Regions from separate parts of the Drosophila melanogaster genome. Here region 1 is linked to region 2. A link is a contact called in public Hi-C data. All regions are on one chromosome and are shown on one strand. The core of a region is the stretch at or near the end of the contact, and the rest is flanking DNA. Distances in the headings are between cores, read along the strand shown.

Evidence for each region. Hi-C and Micro-C count contacts between places; a contact is called where the count stands out from the background.
Region 1: a contact with region 2 is called in a Hi-C map of the Kc167 cell line, with 2.6 times the contacts expected there. The contact joins the promoter of CG16952 here to the promoter of CG34348 in region 2. A contact is called at or near these places in 3 of 107 Hi-C or Micro-C datasets (the D17-c3 cell line and the Kc167 cell line).

What each region holds. Positions count from the first base shown.
Region 1 is chrX:15,867,195-15,873,999 of dm6, forward strand. It overlaps CG16952, which reads left to right and starts at 2,989. Exons shown (of 6, transcript NM_001298375.1): 1 at 2,989-3,294; 2 at 4,167-4,329; 3 at 4,665-4,775; 4 at 4,836-5,420; 5 at 5,498-6,805. The coding sequence starts at 4,998. Gapdh2 (Glyceraldehyde 3 phosphate dehydrogenase 2) reads left to right here and starts at 951. Exons shown (of 2, transcript NM_080714.4): 1 at 951-1,049; 2 at 1,124-2,467. The coding sequence starts at 1,142. The coding sequence ends at 2,140.
Region 2 is chrX:11,338,136-11,344,144 of dm6, forward strand. It overlaps CG34348, which reads left to right and starts at 1,738. Exons shown (of 4, transcript NM_001103484.3): 1 at 1,738-2,362; 2 at 2,472-2,610; 3 at 5,111-5,777; 4 at 5,841-6,009. The coding sequence starts at 2,317. The coding sequence ends at 5,960. It overlaps Kap3 (Kinesin associated protein 3), which reads right to left and starts at 1,949. Exons shown (of 10, transcript NM_001103480.2): 1 at 1,603-1,949; 2 at 1,079-1,275; 3 at 537-654. The coding sequence starts at 1,113.

The DNA of each region.
Region 1 (6,805 bases), core at 1,739-4,238, 4.5 Mb after region 2:
ATATGTTTTAATATTTATATAAACGGGATCTGCTGATTTTAAGAACATATGTATATACATGTTTATATATAATAAAAAAAGGTAAATGAATTCTGCGTGACTCAAAAGGTCACATTCACTTAGTTTTCATCATAAAGTTATACAATTTCGTTGTTATGGGTACATGGAATTTTGTGACTAACACTATTTATTACCATTAGCGTTTAAAATTCATGAAATTTGGATGCCTACTTGAGCTGTCAGGTGTTTTTCATTTTAACAATGGGATGACAACAGCACAATTGCTTAAATGAAATCATCAAAACGGATAATTTAATTACTTAGACAATTATTTCATCTAATATTGTAGTTATGCATAGAAGATATATACATATTTACATGTATATGTATCTTTGTACATATGTACATGTATTGTACAGATTAATGTCACGTACCGGCGAAACTTCAATTTGCTCAGAATATGACCTCTAAATTTTAATATTAATGAAATTGATGAATATGTATTTATGTGGGGATGTTAGGATTTTTCCATTTGCATTTACTTATGTACATATTTATGTACAATATAACCAATTGATGTTCATCAGACGTGCTCATATATGTGTATGTTTCGTGTGCCTATATATGCACGTATGTAATTGCCGGCAACTAAGCTCACAAGAAAGCTCAACTTCCGTCAACAAAATTGAGCAGGTGAAATGGCCATAAAAATATCCCAATAAACATTTGTCCGTATAAATTAAAAAATCCATATACTTTATAGGTCACTTTAACTGTCTAAGATCAGAAGTTTTTAAAGTTAAGCGTATCTTATGTACATATCTACTTATTATATTCATATAATGATGCTTGCAAAAAGTCTATTGGGTAGCATTGAGCTTTCACGTTACTGAGAGCAAAAGCTCTTTTTTATTGCGGTAGCCGCTCTCGAGCTTGACATGCACGTCCTTCATCTGACTTTGAACAATTTTTCGCCCGAGTTTTCGCCCATAGAAAGCGCTCAAAATTTCTCAGCCATCACAGTCGATTCCTTGCAAGCAAGCCGATAGGTAGTGTTTCCCTCAATTCCGCGGAAAACTTTCCAAGTACTAACTGCTTTACATATACATACATTACTTTCCAGATAAACAAAAAGTTAACCATGTCGAAGATTGGTATCAATGGATTTGGTCGCATCGGCCGCTTGGTTCTCCGCGCCGCCATTGATAAGGGCGCCAACGTTGTGGCCGTCAACGATCCCTTCATCGATGTGAACTACATGGTCTACCTGTTCAAGTTCGATTCGACCCACGGACGTTTTAAGGGCACCGTTGCCGCCGAGGGCGGTTTCCTGGTGGTCAACGGCCAGAAGATCACCGTCTTCAGCGAACGCGACCCGGCCAACATCAACTGGGCCAGCGCTGGTGCCGAATACATCGTGGAGTCCACTGGCGTGTTCACCACCATCGACAAGGCATCCACTCACTTGAAGGGCGGTGCCAAGAAGGTTATCATCTCGGCCCCATCCGCCGATGCTCCCATGTTCGTTTGCGGCGTCAACTTGGATGCCTACAAGCCCGACATGAAGGTGGTCTCCAACGCATCGTGCACCACCAACTGCTTGGCTCCTCTGGCCAAGGTGATCAACGACAACTTCGAGATCGTCGAGGGTCTGATGACCACCGTTCATGCCACCACCGCTACCCAGAAGACCGTCGATGGACCTTCCGGCAAGTTGTGGCGTGATGGACGTGGCGCTGCCCAGAACATCATTCCAGCTTCCACTGGAGCTGCCAAGGCCGTGGGCAAGGTTATCCCCGCCCTCAACGGTAAGCTCACCGGAATGGCATTCCGTGTGCCCACTCCCAACGTTTCCGTGGTCGATTTGACCGTGCGCTTGGGCAAGGGTGCGTCCTATGATGAAATTAAGGCCAAGGTTCAGGAGGCCGCCAACGGACCCCTGAAGGGTATCCTGGGATACACCGATGAGGAGGTCGTTTCTACCGATTTCCTCAGCGACACCCACTCGTCGGTGTTCGATGCCAAGGCTGGCATTTCGCTAAACGACAAGTTCGTGAAGCTGATCTCTTGGTACGACAACGAGTTTGGCTACTCCAACCGCGTCATCGACCTGATCAAGTACATGCAGAGCAAGGATTAAATGTGGAACACCAAGAACACTACCCACCCACACTCTACGTAAAAGTTAAAGATTAGGGCGCGGTAGAATGGGGTGAGACACTTCAGAAACGGCCTGAAAATGGCATCACATAACTTATATATATATTGCTCCCCGGTGGAGCATCACCTACATACATATGCGCTATGCTCTGAAATGCTACTGTTTTCGCTCTTCAATTACCAGCCACATTGGAAAATTATTAATATAATACATCCATTATACACATAAATATGTTTACTGTTGTTGAATAAAGTTTCACTCTGTGTGTAGTTTTAAAAATGCCGACTCATAAGCATTTAAATATTTATTTTTGCCTTTTTATTTGGTATAAACCGTTGAAATACCTAAAATAGTATGAGTATTACTTTAAATTGTTTTTTTCATTTGCTATATTTGGAAGTAATATATATATAACAGAAATGTGTCGATATTTTTTTTAAGTCGATTGGTTTTTGAATGATTACATAACTTGTTAAAGTTTTCAAATAATTTTAAATGAGCCTGATTCTATGGTATTGTTATCGGCAAAAATCGGGCTTTTACAGATTTCGATAAGAGCGACCTTAAACCCTTCAGTTGAAGCAATGTATAAACAGAAGTTATCGATATTTGGAGAGACTAACGGTGGCATATTGTCTGTGTAAGCCTGGCTTTTTGGATACATTTCTGAGAAAATAATGTTTCTCTGCCGATTTATATTTGCATAATTGGCAAATATAATCAAATATTTTGGTTGACTGCATCATTTCAACAGCACTTCACCATTATATCGTTATCGATATTTAATCGCTTGCTATACCGTCTTTTCGATTAATTTTCTCACACGGGCACACTAATTTTCAGAACATTTTAATACTGGCATGTAAATAAAATAATCAATTGATGAAACCTTAAAATAAAATGTGAATTATTCAACATGCAGTAGCAACAAACGGACACAAATCAGCATAAGAGTTCAAGACTTCTGGTTCTTGATGAATGTAAATGAAAGTTACCGAGTGAAAACGCCATAACTTGTGTAAAACTGACGGGGCGAACAAAGAGTATGTTTTCCGAGCGAATTTAACGATTGTGCAGTGTGTGTGTGGTACACATTTTCCCCAACGAAATATAATGAAACATAAGTGCATCGGGTAAAATCATCTCGAGTTCACATCTTACGTATGTGCGTAGTGAACATAAATCTGTATACATATTGGTATATACATATGTATGTATGTTGGAGATATACGTGCGGACGCTTTAATAATTAATATTTATAAACGGTGGCTAAACATTTCGAATATCTTTGTTAACATTATACCGTAACTTGTAATGTTTTTCAATGCAAATTGTACACATGTATAGAAATTTTAATAGATGTTCAGTTGCACATGTGCAACAGTGCGTTTCTCTATACATATGCTCATCTATTTTTGTGCATGTAATTTTAACATTTCAATGTTGTTCATGAATGAGTTTTGGAAAATATAGTCCAATTTAAATAGCGGTTAAAAATGCTGGAAAAAGTCTTGTAAGAATGTGTATTTGGCTGCAGATGTGAACTGTTTATACATACATATACATATGTACATATGGCACTGTCGTATTGGCAACTTCGTGTGTACATAAGAGTATATATGTGTGTATGTATTTTGTGGATTTAAGAGAAACGAAATATTAGAATGTAAAGTGCTTGCTTTTAATGGTTTCAAAAATGTAACAGTGGAAGTTTGTAAAAAGATTCATAATATTTCTACTTTTGCTTAACAAATTCCCTTCAAATGCAAAGCAAATGCTTGCTGTTACAGCTTTAAAATGTGATTTTCTTATTTTTCTAAGTGGGAATGTCCCATTTAGTTTCAAATATATACATACATATGTGGGTCAATGTAGCACCTACTCAAAAATCTATGTATGTACATAATATAATGGTCCCACTTTTCGTTGTTTATTTTGTCGATATGTTGCCATGTATGCGTGCATGTGTGTGCTAATTTATATCTTTTAAAACAATATCTTCCAGATAAACAACATTATTTAGGCTCGAAACAAATTTTTCAAGGCTAAACTTTCCTGCAAACATGAATAACTTTTGGGGGCTCTAGGATTTTAAGCTGGCCAATCGGTTGGCTTCTTATCAAAAACAGTAAACAATTGGATCTCGAAGACTGAATGCAATAGCACAGGTTTGTACTGGTTATTTAAATAAGGTATATGAAAAACTAAAATTAACAAGAGATTCTCTCCAAAAACATTAAAAATGCATGTCCTGCGAGTTTTTTACATGTGAGGGGGCGGAAAAGGCGTGGCCACAACTTGAAACAACTGTTAACTTTTGTTTTTCGATAACATAACATTAAAATGTTAGCAGCAACAAGATTAACATTGATGTTTATAGGAAACCTATTGTTTTTTTTTTTAGCTAGAAAAGAATGATAATATAGTTACTTTGATATTAACAATATTATTTTCTTTTTTCTTTAAAAATATGTTACTAAATTTGTTTTTATCTTAATTTCAGAAAGATCTGTCTGGTGTCATCATGTTCACGAGAAAATACTTTTTTGTTAAGGGTTCAAGGAGTTCCCAAAGCTGAATTTATAAAATGCTGAAAGAATCCTTGCACAAAAAGGTAACGAACAAATAAATTATATAGTTGCTATGTTGTATCTTATAGATCGCTTTTTTTCAGAACCAGGTTGTTATTAACGCGCTGCTAAAAACCGTATATACAGGCATTAGAAGCATGAAATTTAAAGATATTACCCACTGTGCGTGTCCTGCATAGAAGCACCTACACCAAGTACCGCAGACAGTTTAGTATTTGGCATCTGAACCTGGCACTACACTCAAAATGGGAGCCAACACGTCGAGCAGCAGCTATCTCACGGCGGCCTCGTCGGGCAGCGGAGCCAATAGCAATGCCAGCAACTCGAATGGGAACCTATCGGCTATGCCCCCGGGCATGGGGGAGATTCCAGGAGGTGGCGGTGGATGCTCGGGTGCTTTCGGAAGCAGCAGTAGTTGCGGCCCCAGTGGGAATGCAGGTGCAGCTCCGGGCATTGTCATCAGTGGCGCTCACTACCATCGGGATCAGCGACGGAAGCGTGCCACCGGCTTTGCGACACTCAAACGCAAGTTCATACGACGACGGCGCTCCTCGAAAGCCTGTGATCACGCTCGCGTCCTGCGCGACTTTGTATCCGATTGGGCACCCGTGGAACTGGCAGCTCTGTGCGAGGAGTTCGAGGCATTGTCGGCTCTGAGGGATTTGTCGGTTAGCAAAACGAAAATCGAACACAATCCGTGCGCCCATGTTAATCACTTCCCTTCCGTTCAATTCCCATTTTCCAGGTGCAAGCTGAACTGGCACGACCGCCGGCGGCAACGTTTAAGCAGGACCTGGCTGCCATCTATGAGAAGAACTTGTGCACCGATTGTGATCTGGTCTTTCGTGGAACGATATTCTCAGTCCATCGTGCAATATTATCGGCACGCTGTGTATATTTTCGGGACCTGCTGGCAGGATGTCCTGGTTTCGGTGCGCGCATATGTCTCGAACTACCCACATCCCCCATTGATGTACAACTCTTCTCGTCGCTATTGCGCTACCTATACACTGGTGATCTGTGCCCCCATGATCCTAACATTGACATTACTCTATTGCGGCAATTGGGCAAGGATTTCGGTACACCGAATCCATTGGAGCACGATCTGCGCTATCTGCTGGAAACAGGTGATTATGCTGACGCAGCACTCGTCTTCACGGCAGATGGCAGCAACGACTATCTACGACAAGACTCGGGAACCTCGGAGTACGGCTTCCGGCCGAAGATCGAACTACCTTGCCATAAAGCGATATTGAGCGCGCGATCGCCATTCTTTCGCAATCTAATTGCGCGCCGGACACGGAACATGGACGAGTATGTGGAGCGCTCGTTGCACGTGCCCACGCGCATCGTTTTGGACGAAACTGTTATACCAAAAAGATATGCACGAGTATTGCTGCAGGCCATCTACTTGGACTCGGTGGACTTGTCATTGATTTTACGTGGCGTAGGTTCCGGCACCTCGGCCGGTTCGCTTGGCGAAGTGCACGCACTGACCAATACCGGCCGGGTGCGGCCAACGACTCTGGAGGAGGCCATGGAGTTATATCAGATCGGTCGATTTCTGGAGCTGGATATATTGGCACAGGGCTGTGAGGATTTGATTCTCGAATGGCTGTCCATTGAAACGCTACCCACGGTCCTCAAGTGGGGCTGCCAGCCGCATGGCTCCGCCTGGGTCTTTCGCCAAGCTTGTCAGTATTTACGCGAGGAATTCGCAGCTGTTAGCTCCTCGCCGGTGTTGCACCAACTCGATAAATCTCAGTTAATACACATTCTGCATAGTAACTTTCTACAAGCATCCGAACTGGAGGTACTGCAGGCCGTTCTCAAATGGGGCGAGCAGGAGCTAATTCGCCGTATGGAGGATCGGGAGCCCAACTTGCTGTCCCACACAGCCCACTCGGTGGCGCGCAAGGGTGTCAAGAAACGCGACCTGAGTGATATAGAATTACGAGAGATACTATCGGAACTGTTGCCACTGGTGCGCATGGATCACGTCCTGCCGCCTCACTGCGAGGTCCTTTGCCAGGCGATCCGGCGCGGTCTCGTC
Region 2 (6,009 bases), core at 488-2,987:
TCGCTCGGCCAAAAAACGTGAATTGAGGTTAAAGACCCGGCCAACCAACCGCTTTTGGGTATCTTTTTTTTTTTGTTGCTGTGGTTTTACATTTTTCACTCACTACTTGGAGCGCAGGCCGTCATCGACCCCGTTGTTGTTGCGCTATCGATTGGGCCGCTCAATGTCAGCTTCTGCCCCCCGCCCCTTAACCCTTTTCGGGGCACACCGGAAGAAACAGAAGTAGCTTTTTTAAGTACTCATTCGGATGTTTTTGTAGAACAATGACTGCTAGTATTTAAACTAATAAGCAATATATGTATGTGTACACATCTAGATCAATTTTTCAACCTATTCGATTAAGGATCAACTTTGTTTCCTTTTTTTTTATGAACCTAACATAGTTAAGAACTAAGTTACAGATGTTCGCATATTGTTGTTATTATATTCTTTCCCTATCAACATCTTTGATACCAATAATGCTGGTCCTATTTTAATTTTCTAATATCTACTAGCATTTTCTCCCAGTGCAGCGATGTGTAACCGTGCGTTCTTACCTTCTTTTCCTCGATCATCGGATTGTTGGGCTCCCCGAAGACGGTGGCCTCCAGTTGGTAGTTGACAATCAGCGCCTTATCCGTGGGATGCGGTTCAATGGATCCGCCTTTCCACCTCCTTCGTTGTTTGTTTGTTTGTTGTTGTCGTTGCATTTGTTTTGGATTGAGAGCGAGACAAATTGTTGGATCAATCATAAATTATGCGGTTCAATGCGTAATGAGGTAATAGATTTTTCAATCCAATTCTTTTTTTGAGCCTGGCTTAACTTGTGCTTTTGTTTTAATAAAACGAACAAAAAAGTTAAGAACCCAACGAATAACGAATAACGATTAACGGTTGCAAATAACAAAAAACAAAAGGAGGAAGCGTGAACGCAAAGTGGAAAATCAATAGAGAGCGCCAGGTGATTGTGGCTCTCTTTCTGACGCATGACGAGTGCTTTAGCTATTTCTTTTGTTCTTCGGCCACTTGTACACCCACACATGAAAACAAACAAACACACACACGCACGCACGCACGATCTAATCCCATACATACGCACTTTTTTATAAACTTGGCGTCATCGTTTGTTTGCATTGCAGTTGTTGTTGCTGCTGCTGTCGGAGAGCGACTAGAATTTGTCAAATTGTTTATGGAAAGCACAGGCTCCTCTTCGGTGGGTGGCGGATGCGGGGGGTGGCGGTTTTGGTGGCGCGGAGTGGGGCTCCTTTGCAGCTGCTGCTCTCTTTGCGCTCTCTTCTGCTCGCACAGATCGCCGGCAATCGCATTTATTATGTAATAGACGTAGTGAATCACAATTGGCAGCAGCACCAGGCCCGAGATTATTTGGAAAATTAATAACAAAACAAATTGCATGCGATTGCAATGCGACTTCCGATTTAATGTCGATAAGTGCTAGTGCTGGCACAACTGTCTGCTCACTGGCGGTACTATCGATGGTGCCACGGCACCCGGCAATTACCGATAGCACTCAATCGATACAAACCAATAAGCGAATGTTCAAATTCAAGTTGGCGGTTGTATTCTAATTGGGAACTTGCCATTCATAATATGCAGTATACTAACAACTTTGTTTTTCCTCGAACTTCCTTGACCGGCTAGAAACAGGTGTGATTAGCCAAGAGAGCATCACTGTTCTGTTCTGGGTGCCAAGAACCAAAGTCTGGCAACGACTGCAGCCAGAACAGCTGGGCCGGCGTTGCCAGGTGCAAAGAACGTAGATGAGCAACAGAAAAGCAAACGAAATGGAATGAAGGAACAACAATAAAAGAATCGCTACTTTGTAGTATTATTAACCAAAAAAAAGCGCGGCGCGATCACAATGTTTCTGACTGCGAACGGTGTCGGTTGTCTCTACTGCGTGTGAGCCGAGTGGAGCGCAGCGCCGCGAATTGTTTACATTGTGCTAGGAAAATCACAACAAACAAACCAGCAAACAGTCTCGACTGACAATAACAATAACAATAGCAAATAACATGCAAATAAAATGCATTTCAAGCCGCGCAAATACTAAATACTGATTCAAATGAAACGCACTATACGATGACCATTTAAAAGAATCGCCAAGCAGGAGGAAGCGAAAAGAATTCGAAAAGCGCAAAGCGAGCCGAAGAAAGTGTACAAAATCAGGCCAAACCGATTTGTTTTTTTTTTTTTTTTTTTTGTTCTGTCGTATTTTCCCTTCTTTTTTCTACCGTTTTTTTTTGTGTTTTTGTTGTGGTGGGCGGTCGCTTCTCTTTTCGCGCAAGAACAACAAATGAGGTGGAGCAGCGCCTGACAATGGAATTTCTGGAGAACCTGTACAAAACGCTGCACTCCCTGTTGTGTGAGTAATATCGAATATTTGGCGCCCGATAAGGCGCACCGCTGACCTATGTACATACATACATACATAACAAATGCCCCTCCACCAACTGCATACCTTGTGATTCTAGCCTCCTACATCGATCTGGACTATTCGCTATGGCTATATCGCTTCCTCACCCCCCTGATTGTCACCTTTCTGCTGCCGCTGGTCTTCGTGGCCCTCATCTACATTTCGTTCCTGGTGCTATTCATCTACAAGCTGCACAGGTAAGCGAAATGGAAATGTTGGAAAGCTGCGTATAAGTTGGGTGGGAAATTGGAATTACAACAATTACAGTGTGCTTCGCGGGCTCAATTGCAACTGTTAATGAACTCTCTCATGCTGATCGCGCACTTTTGGAGCCAAGTTTCCCCCACTCACCCTTACCACGCACCCCTTCCCCCTTTGGCCGGCGTCTTCCGTCCCGCTCTGCACCTGTAATTAAAAGGGAACATAAAAAGAGATGGCGTTGTAAGGAAGGGGCGTAGAGTGGGAGAGAGTTGGGCAGCCAGTGTTGCCAACAAAAAAAGCTAGATAAAACAAAGCACGGGAATACAGTGGACACTCTATAAGGCAAACAGAAAACGTAATATAGTCCAATAAACTTAGTTTTCACTGTTTTTAAGGGAACTTATGATGCAGCTGTTTCCCAAAACGCTGAAATTAACATTTTGACAAACCGTGAATATGTGTTGAATCATCGAAATTATGGGCATTAAAAAAAGTGCTCAGCAATAATTGATCGTTTTCTGCAAATTAAGTAAATTAATACGATAAGCATAATCTACATGTGTTTCTAGCTCGAAAAAGTTTTTGAAACTAAAGCAATTACTTGAGTTCTTAGATTTCAGTTGTAAAAACTGCTGTTATCGATCTAAAAAAAAGGATTGATATGTGTACCAGATAGTAATATATTTGAATTATATTCATCTAGATAGTATATATAGTTGGAATATAGCCAAGTTGGGCTGCACTGACTACACTGACCCCTGAAGAACATTACACCCTCGACCATTGCACCGATACTGAAAATGAAAAGCCAAGTCGAACGGCAGGTGATCGACTCGGCCAACTTTTACTCGGCTTATAAATATACATATATGTATGTATATATACTCAAATATATACTTGAACTGGCCTGTGTTGGCGTGCTTCTATTTATTCTACATTTCCAACTCTCTAATGCCCAACCGGTTGGCCATGCTAATTAGCCGCGAAGCCCTAATGGCTAGAACTAAATTGGCCAGCGAATTCTGCAGCTCACGGGCTGGCTGCACACGGAGAAAAGTCGTTGCATTAGCTCGATTTCGATATCAGTTCCAAGTTCAAGAGGGCTAATAAATACATATGTACATATATTCGACTTCTGTTTGGTTAGGAATTTAGTACATGATTTCACGACGCTAATTCGTTGCTCAAACAAGATTATATTTTATGACGAACTTGGGCTTAAAAAATGCATTACAATCATATAATATATGTATATACACATTTCTATATGTTCTCAATGGATACATTTTATAAGAGAAATATTTTTATGATAATTTGCTTATTTAAAACATTCGTGCATGAAAAAGAAGTATAATATATATTATTATTATTATTTTAAGCTAAACTAGTGCAAAGATACAATTTGTAGTGCCCAATTTTACTATACTAGCTATGTTATACGCAGTGAAAAATGCCCTTCTTTTTGTGAGTACGATTCGATTAGAAACCAAAACACGCCAGGCATTGTATTGTTGAACCGACAGGCTTTACTGTACCGGTGGCTATCAGTGGACCACCCCCTCCCCTCTGCCGCTCTTTCCTCATGGGGATATGGGGCGTAATCACGGGAATTATGGAGCCACATTGAATCGAATGCAATTAGCTGTTGGAGCTCTTTTTGCCGCTGGTTCAATCGCTCCACTTGGACAAGTTCTGAGATAAAAACTTGACGATGCATAAACGATGTTCTCTCTTTTTTTTTAATGTGTCGTGCTTATCGCATGATAATTATCCCATCGTTTTAAGAGTTACGAAATTGCCCAACGGCGGCCTTGATATCCGTAGAAAGCAATGGCATTTAGAGATTAGCTACTTAAAACACCAAAGTAATGCAATATCTTTTATATATATTTATATATATATATATATATGTATATTATTAATTGCCTGAAATGACTGGGGATTCTTTGCGATTCCCCAGCGACATTGTTTTGGTCGCCAAGGGGCCAAAAGATTCGTGAATGAACTCTGTTATCAGCGGCCCACTAAACGCAGTTTTTTCTGCCAAGGTGAGCCGAATTCTGTTTATATAAATATGTGTTTATACATATGTACGTACATATATGCATGTATATTGATTTATAAGTTCTTTGATATGGAGAGACACGACCATCTTGTGCTGATAACACCTGCGGACAGGCAAACTAAATTTAAACATAATTATCAGTGCCCGCTTGTTCCGACAACGACTGCCAAATCAATTAGGCGAGCTGGCCGAAACCTGAATGACCTTCTCGAACTTTAGTTTTCGCCCTCGATCGGCTTTTAGAATATGGGAATAATATATTCCTGAAATATCAGGCATCTACTGTGTGCATTTGATACACGTATCACGCAGTTAACCAAGTGTTTATGCCAGGCCTTAAGTTCAGATACTTCAGATACCAAAAAACCAAAGATTTATATATTATATCATGCGTAATTGTTTAATATAGTTAACCACCTTGTATCTTCCAGGCAGGTAATAATGCGCGCCGTGCAGGGCGATCGCAATTTTTGGCGAGTGGGCCGCAAGATAGTGGCCGCCATTTGGGATGCACATGCTCGGATCTATCATGGCTACGAGGTGATCGGATTGGAGAATGTGCCACAGGAGGGACCGGCGCTGATTGTCTACTATCATGGCGCCATACCCATCGATATGTACTACTTGAATTCGCGAATGTTGCTGCAGCGCGAGCGTTTGATCTACACGATCGGCGATCGATTTCTGTTCAAGCTGCCCGGCTGGGGCACCATCTCTGAGGCATTCCACGTCAGTCCCGGCACGGTGCAGTCGTGCGTTAGCATTTTGCGGGATGGCAATCTGCTGGCCATTTCGCCGGGCGGCGTTTATGAGGCACAGTTCGGTGATCACTACTACGAGCTGTTGTGGCGCAATCGTGTCGGTTTCGCCAAGGTGGCCATCGAGGCAAAGGCGCCCATCATTCCCTGCTTTACGCAGAATCTGCGCGAGGGCTTCCGTCAGGTGGGCATCTTTCGGACGTTCTTCATGCGACTGTACAATAAGGTGCGCATACCGGTGTATCCCATCTACGGTGGCTTTCCCGTCAAGTTTCGGACGTATCTGGGCAAGCCTATACCCTACGATGAGAACCTAACCCCGCAGGATCTGCAAATCAAGGTGACTCTCGGTTCATATACATCTATTGCCTGGCTAATGCGCTGCTCTTTTAACTTTGTGCAGGTGGCTACGGCTATCGAGGATCTGATCAATCAACACCAGCGACTGCCCGGCAGCATCCTGCTGGCTCTGCTGGATCGACTGCCCACGTTTAGGCGACGCGTACGGCGGAAGGAGGAGTGATCCATGATCGTTTAGCGCATAGAGAGATTAACAGATTGAGCTTGGTCCT